Linked DNA regions of Sus scrofa: region 2 is linked to region 1. The links are chromatin contacts, called in public Hi-C maps. All regions are on one chromosome and are shown on one strand. The core of a region is the stretch at or near the end of the contact, and the rest is flanking DNA. Distances in the headings are between cores, read along the strand shown. Region 1 overlaps GNGT1 (guanine nucleotide-binding protein G(T) subunit gamma-T1). Region 2 overlaps LOC102163402 (a long non-coding RNA gene).

Region 1 (3,505 bases), core at 639-3,138:
GTATTTCTATATGCATTTTCTTAGTGACTCCATTTATTACACAGTCAGGGAAATGGGAGAATTAACTTCATTTAGTGGGGAAGACTGGGAGGTGAGACTCTTTCTAGGACTAGATAGTCAGATTTGAATGGTCAGGGAAGTAGAGAAGTATGAGGAAGAGAGAATGTGGAAGTTGGATATTTATAGTAAGAAATTCCAGACTATTAAATAGAAAAATAAAAACACTTTCATTGACCGTGATGACTTTCAATGTGTTCTATGTCCTATGCATACCACATATCTCTACTCCTTGCGACCAGCCTACAAGTATTAATAATTCTATTTTACAAGAAGCAACCTGAGGCTTAGAAAGTTGGTGAAGGCCATAGAGTTTAGGAATAGAAGTAGAGTTTGAACTCATATATTTTGAATTTTAAAATCCAAAGTTTTTCTTTTCTTGCTATACCAACCTACTGCCTCGAAACAGGGACATCAAAGAGTGCAGTGACTGTCAATACATGGACTTCATCAGGTTCTGGCAGACTCTCTTGGGCTGGGCAGCAGAATCACTGACATGGCAATCCTACTCTTGGATATCTCCTTCAATTAAAAGAGTATGTCTGCTGAAAGGTGATCAGCAAAGTTTCACAATTTAGGCTCCCTGGTTTCAAATTATGCTAGTTGTGACAACTTGGACAAGCTATTTAACCTCCTTGTGTTTCAGATTCCCTTTTTAAAATGGATTATTATTAATATATACCTCTTATGATTTCTGTGAGAATAAAATATGTTAATGTTTTTAAAGCTCTTTAAGAGCACTGGGTGCATAATAAGCATTGCATAAATGTTTACTAAATAAAATAAAAGCCAGAAGGTATAAGTGTTGTGGTTTAACATTAGTTTTGTACATTTTTATCTTTGAATTGTTTCCTCCAATTCAGGATTTCTCACTAATTTTTTTTGATGTTGGAAGTATGTAGTAATTTATTTTTGTGGGCACTATTTTATTTGGGGCTGGATGTAAAGGCTCACCTGTGCATTGCAGGATGTAGAGCAGCACCCCTGGCCTCTACCCACTAGATGTCAGTAGCACCTCCCCCATTGTGACAACTAAAATTCCCTCCAGACATTGACAGATTTCCCAATGACGAGTGGCAAAATTGTCTCCTTTGAGAATCATTGCTCTAGATATAAGAATTAATAGCTATAAATCTTGGATTTATATAAAATCATTAGTAATTATAAAGTGGAGCCACAGACTACCTGTCAACTCCTATAGACGTTTCAAGTCAAAACGCAGAAACTTGTTAGAAAAGTCCTTGAAGAAATGAGATGTTGTCACCAGTTTGCTCTAAAAGCCTACTTAATTTCATCACTCTTTTCTAAGCATCACTATTTCTCTATTCAGTATAGTATACTCTGGTCTTTCCATTTCTTTGTGTATTTCCCCTCTGTGCCCCTCTCTGTGTAGCAACGCCGCGTGTCTACCAGCAGGTGGTATCCATGAATAATGGGATCTACAGCCTTTCCTTTGCAGGCATGCTCAGATTGCCTCTCCCATGTCGCTGCGACGAGGCTTAGATGCCGAGAGTTCCGTAAGGATATTGTACTTCTTTTCTCCAACTTGGAGGAAAAAAAGTTTTCAAAAATAATTTTGCTCTTCCTTATGGTAAAGACTGCTTGCTACACTTTACAGAATATCAGATATTATGTATGTATATACCTCTACGATATGAATTGGATGGCATTACTTGTTAGCAGAATATTAGATATTGGATATTTAGAATTCTTCTGCTTTGGGAACTCAAATTGTGTTTTCAATCTCCTTAGCTGACCACAGATGATTGCTTCCACAATTCCATGTGTCAATATGGGGGCTGGCTTAAAGAGATAATAAGAGAAGGCTGAGTAATATTTTTACCTACTGCATTTTAAATGTCCATGAAAGCATACACTGCCTTTATTTATATTTCACAGGCATACTGTCGAAGCATTCCAATTCTAGTAATGAATTATAATCATATAGAATGAATCAACATTTTCATATGCCACAGGGTATTAAAGGCATCCATTTATTATAAAGATTTCAAATTTCAGGAAGATGTATATTAGATAATAATATAGTTTGTTATAAAATTTCAGCATATTACATTCTTGTTCTTTCTCACGCAACAGTCTATCAGATCTGCCTTCTCTGGATTTAAATTCTGAATTTTTTTGGGGGGGGGCAGGTGCTATTCCCATACATGTGGAAGTTCCTGGCCTGGGGATCGAACCTATGCCACCGCTGTGACCCAAGCCACAGCAGTGAAAATGTGAGATCCTTAACCTGCTAGACCACTGGGGAACTCCTAAGTTCTGATTCTCAATTCAGCATGGGGAAGCTAAATTCCCTTTATTGTATTGCCTAAGTAGGTCAGAACTGCTCTTTGGAAAATAGGTACAGGAAACCTTCAGAAATGATGTTGTCATTTCTGAGCCAAAATGGCAGAATTAAAAACAATTTCCAGGAAGTAAAGTGAGGATTAATAATCAAAGAAAAGTTGAAGGGTGGGATTCTAAATTAATTTAATTCATCTGCCACTTTGGAAGGATTTTGTGGTTTCACTTTCCTTGGGCCACTTCTACACTGGTTATAGAACCAGGTGAACCAATCATTTTCTCCAGCTTCGCAATCTATATCTGACCTTGTATTCCAATCAGTATTGAAGTGATCAGTATTGATCTTGCAGAGAGCTAAAATGACTGGTTCAACTGTACCTTGGTTTGATTAATTGTTAGGTATAGGTCTAGTGTTAGAGTTCTTTTCCTCATGAAATTATGATCAAACAAATGACCCCCAATAGAACTTTGACAGTTTAGTAATAATAGATTATCCTCAATTAGTACAATAAAGTGAGACTTTATTAACTAATATGCACCAGGTAATTTAATTCCATTTAGTTCCATTTAAAAATTATTAGAAGTTTAGAAAATACTTTTTCATATTTCAAGATTTTTTTACATTATGAAAATTTTGATCCATCTGTCTATCATCATTCATCCTTCAGCCATAACATTTTGTCATATATATATTTATTTTTAAAAAAATCACTGCTGGAAATCCCTGCGTGTATCATCCTGATCTCATTCCTATTTATTCTTCTCCAGTCTTTCTCCAGAATTTAGTGTTTATCTTCCCACATAAATTTTTACTTCATATGTTGTTATGATGCCTATTTCATATAAATATGGTCTCATACTTAGTGTTTGCTCTAACAACTTGCTTTTTAATCAAATTAAATTTTTTGAGATTCATCCATGTTGATACCACTCTTACATAGATGAATAGAGTGCAGTTTATTTATCCATCATTGAATTGAAGGATATTTCGATTGTTAACAGCCTGACTCTATGCTGCAGTGAGGATTTGTGTACGTCTCCTTGTGTACATGTGTGAAAGAGTCTCTAACAGGGAATTGCTAGAGTATAGAAAATGCATTTTCAAATTTGTCATATATCTCCCAATTATTCTTAAATTTATACA
Region 2 (3,505 bases), core at 557-3,056, 430 kb after region 1:
TGCTCAGTAATGAAGCCCTCTAGACCAGTAAAGGGTAGATTGGTAGAGGAGGAAAGTACTGATTATCAGCTGAGTTTCTTAGGCTAACTGCATAAACAAGGGCTAGATTTCATTCCAGTGATCCTCTTCCACATTTTCTCTGGAAAAGAGACTAACCAGAATCCCAGAGGATCTGTTCCTTGATAGAGTGAACTTTTTTACATAAGCAGGTGGATATGAGCAGCACAGGAGTACATTGTAGTAAATGCTGAGGTTTGAATGCCGGATTCTCCCTTTTAGGACTATGACACTTAATTTCCCCATGTGCCAGGACTGTTGCCTACCATCCACTCATAGCTAAGTTGCTTACCAGAAATTTTCCTTGGCCAAAAGCTCTCTATCGTTTCTACCCAAGAGCAGCCCTTGTCCAATGACTGGACAATGTGGGGGAAAGGAAGCACAAAGGCCTGGCTCCCTCCCCTCCAGTCAGAACAAATCTGAAAGGCTATCCCAGCTCCAGAGCCAAGACCTTTGTTATGACTCTGTCACAGTTTACCTTCTCCCTCTGCTTAATCTTACTTCCTTTATCCATCAAAGATCTTATTCCTGAGAGCATGCCCCACCAGGAAACTTCCTGCTCACAAGTATCTGTCCCAAAATCTGTTTCCCAGGAACTCAAGACAATAGAATATATCAATGACCCTTCAAAGTGGTCTTAATATAATTTCACAAATTTATTTTTAAAAAATAGATCTACTTCCATTATAGTACAACTTATTGGGGATAAATCTACCTCAGATACTTTGGGGCACCACTGGCAACAGAAGCTGATGTAATAAATAAAACAGTTGTCCATATCTGTAATCCACAGAATTCTTGATGCAAATGTCACACAATAAGCCAACTATGGAAATAACCATTTTCTAAGTAGATCCCATATAATTTGGTTAGTTCTCAAGGGTTTCCTCTAGGCCACTTTGAACTAAGAATCCTCTGAAGTTTACCCAAAAGATAGATTTTGGAGCTGTTGCTGGGCTCAATTTATGTGTCCAAAAAAGAGCTAGCTCTCTTGTCAGAAGAGAAATAGGGCTATGGTTTGCCTCTTTCCTAGGGGTCAATTTATTAGTTCTTTATCAAAATATAGATTATTATTTTGCAGTCTCAAAAAAAGAGAGATGGGTAAGTCTTACCATGTTCAAAGTTTAACAGATATCTCAAACTATTTTTCAGATTGACTGCAAATGTAAAGTCACAGAGCCTTAAGGCAAAAGTAAGCTGCGTCTTGCTGACTCTTTTTAAAATACAATACATCCAAATACTGCTATTTTTTAAAATGTCTGGGACAGCTGGTGATATTTCAAGAGGAAAATTGCAAAGATATTTTTTATACCTTTAGGCAAGAGTGAATTATTTCAACAGCAAGTGGTTCAAAATCCTATTGAGCTCAAGAGGCTGGGTTTCCAAGGATTTCTAGTGGGCCCTGTATTTGGCATAATAAACTTCCTCTCTGGCTCCATTTCCTTCACGTCAAATAGCCACATGCCCTCTAACCAGCCCTTGAGACAGACCCCAGTGTTGAATGATGGATAATCGTCATTTTAGCCACTTCCCTTTAAGAACTATGTTTAGTTTACAAATACGAAAGCAACGTGAACGGCCCCCTTAGGAAAACAGTAAAAATACAATCAAAACAGTCTAAATTTCAAAGGTCAAATTCATAATTCTACACTCAGCTTAGTTTTCTCCCCAAAGGCGACGTGCTATTACATCCACTGTGAAGCACTCTGCATTCACACGTAAGGATTAGTCATAGGCTGTCAGAGCTGGCAAGGACCTCAGAGATCATCCGTTGCTGTGCCTTTCTTTTACAGACAGACAAAAGGCTCCAGAGAAGCAAGAGCAGAGTGGAGGAGGAAAGAGACACAAAGTTAGCTACACCAAGTTTCTTAAGTTTGTTCATAGACAAGTTGTGACCCGGCTACTTATTGAGAATGTTCTCTATGCAGTAATTTCTCCCATCTCCTCCACTCAGGCTCCACCACTCAGCTGCCCCCTGCCTGCCCTCAACTCCGTCACCTCTCCCAGCAAGCTCACATCTCTCTGAAGGCTTAAATCACTCTCAGGACAGCCACCACGCTTGTTATCAAACCCTTTTACCTAAAATGGATAAGTGCAGGGCTCTGTGGATGCTGGCTATGCCAGAAACCCAGAGGCAAGAAGCTGATTATGTCTCCTCTTTGTTTACCACCTGCAGAACCCAGGAACCAATGCCCTCCTTCTCTTAGGATGACTGAAAATGTCTCATCTTTGTCTTCTTACCTAAATCCAAGCACTGTGATGCCTTGGTCTACCTACTCTAACTTGTCCTAACACTTTGCTCTCTTTTCTAAGCCTTCCTAAGATTTCAGCCTCTGCCTCAGCTCCCCCATCACCTTCATTCCTCTGCCTTCTCAACTGTACTCCTTCTCAGTGACAAAGGTTATGTTTCTTTTCTTAGTGCAAGTATGTTTTAGACCAATGGCTGTTGTAATCCTGGACCAAGATCTGGGATCTAAAGGTTGGAGACTGGGATCTGTTCTAAAATGAAAGGTTGAGAGGTCCTGGAGGACTGAAAGTTCTGTAAAAAAGATCAAATCACAAGAGGTCTTTTATACATGTCCTTCCAGTGCTGCAAATCTTAAATGCTTTGAAGCTGTAATTTCACCGCAAAAGTAGTTTCCTCCTGGACATTTTGTGGGGGGCAAAATAGTGAGATGAGATGAATAACTAAGTAGATGCCATTTGTTCTCTTTATAATGTAGACTTTGTCATGTGTAAGAGACAAACTCTTTGGCATTGATGTTTGCTTAATAAAGGAGCTGGCTGCTGCCAGTGGTCAGTATCAGTGCCACAGCAGAGTTGTTTAGAGGCATGGATGAAACCTGTGCTCTATGGGCATCACCAATAGGAGAGAGTAGTAAGTGTGGGAAAGCAGGAGTTGTGAAGGCAAAAGGTCCCAGGTACCAAACCTAATTCAAATGCATCTTACATAACCTTAACACAAGTCCTGTAACCTCACTGAACATGTTTTCTTATCTGCAGAATGTTTTAATGAAACTTTCTTAATGGATTTAAGGTGAGGATTCAATAAGATGATTATTATATATATATATAATTCAAATATGTGTGTGTGTGTGTGTGTATATATATATATATATATAAGTATATATATATGGTGCCCAGTCTGTTATATAGACAATAAGTGATTGCAGTTGTTTTTAGTAAAACCAATTTTTAGAGATTCAAGTTAGCATACACAATGGCAATACTTTGACAATCTAAAAACTATACTACAACATAAACTTTTAAGGCATATTCCATTCTTTTTCTCTATCACTTTCAGTGCCAGTTAAAAACAAACAGCTTCTTTTTCTTTTATTTCTGCATTTTCTGCTATGTGTAAATAGTTAGTTTAGAAGGGAAGAGCTGAAATCCAGGAAACTCACAGATTAGAGTAATTGAGAGTCAACAGAGAGGAGTATGAATT

The links. A called contact is a pair of places that touch in the nucleus more often than the background predicts.
Region 2: a Hi-C map of omental adipose tissue shows a contact between it and region 1, with 1.8 times the contacts expected there. The contact joins two enhancer-like sites. A contact is called at or near these places in 20 of 47 Hi-C or Micro-C datasets (adipose tissue, alveolar macrophages, brain and 14 more) and 1 of 2 datasets of contacts at active chromatin or transcription factors (skeletal muscle).

Annotation. Positions count from the first base shown.
Region 1 is chr9:73,446,308-73,449,812 of Sscrofa11.1, forward strand. All of the region lies in intron 1 of GNGT1 (guanine nucleotide-binding protein G(T) subunit gamma-T1), which reads left to right. Among named protein-coding and RNA genes, the nearest start is that of GNGT1, 44 kb to the left of the region's middle. Within about 2 kb of position 1,889, at least 4 of the 83 cell types and tissues checked have an H3K27ac peak or open chromatin away from gene starts, as enhancers often do. A contact at or near this core is called in adipose tissue and omental adipose tissue, where this site is marked.
Region 2 is chr9:73,872,800-73,876,304 of Sscrofa11.1, forward strand. The region is part of intron 3 of LOC102163402 (a long non-coding RNA gene); the gene reads left to right. Among named protein-coding and RNA genes, the nearest start is that of BET1, 82 kb to the left of the region's middle. Within about 2 kb of position 1,807, at least 16 of the 83 cell types and tissues checked have an H3K27ac peak or open chromatin away from gene starts, as enhancers often do. A contact at or near this core is called in adipose tissue and omental adipose tissue, where this site is marked.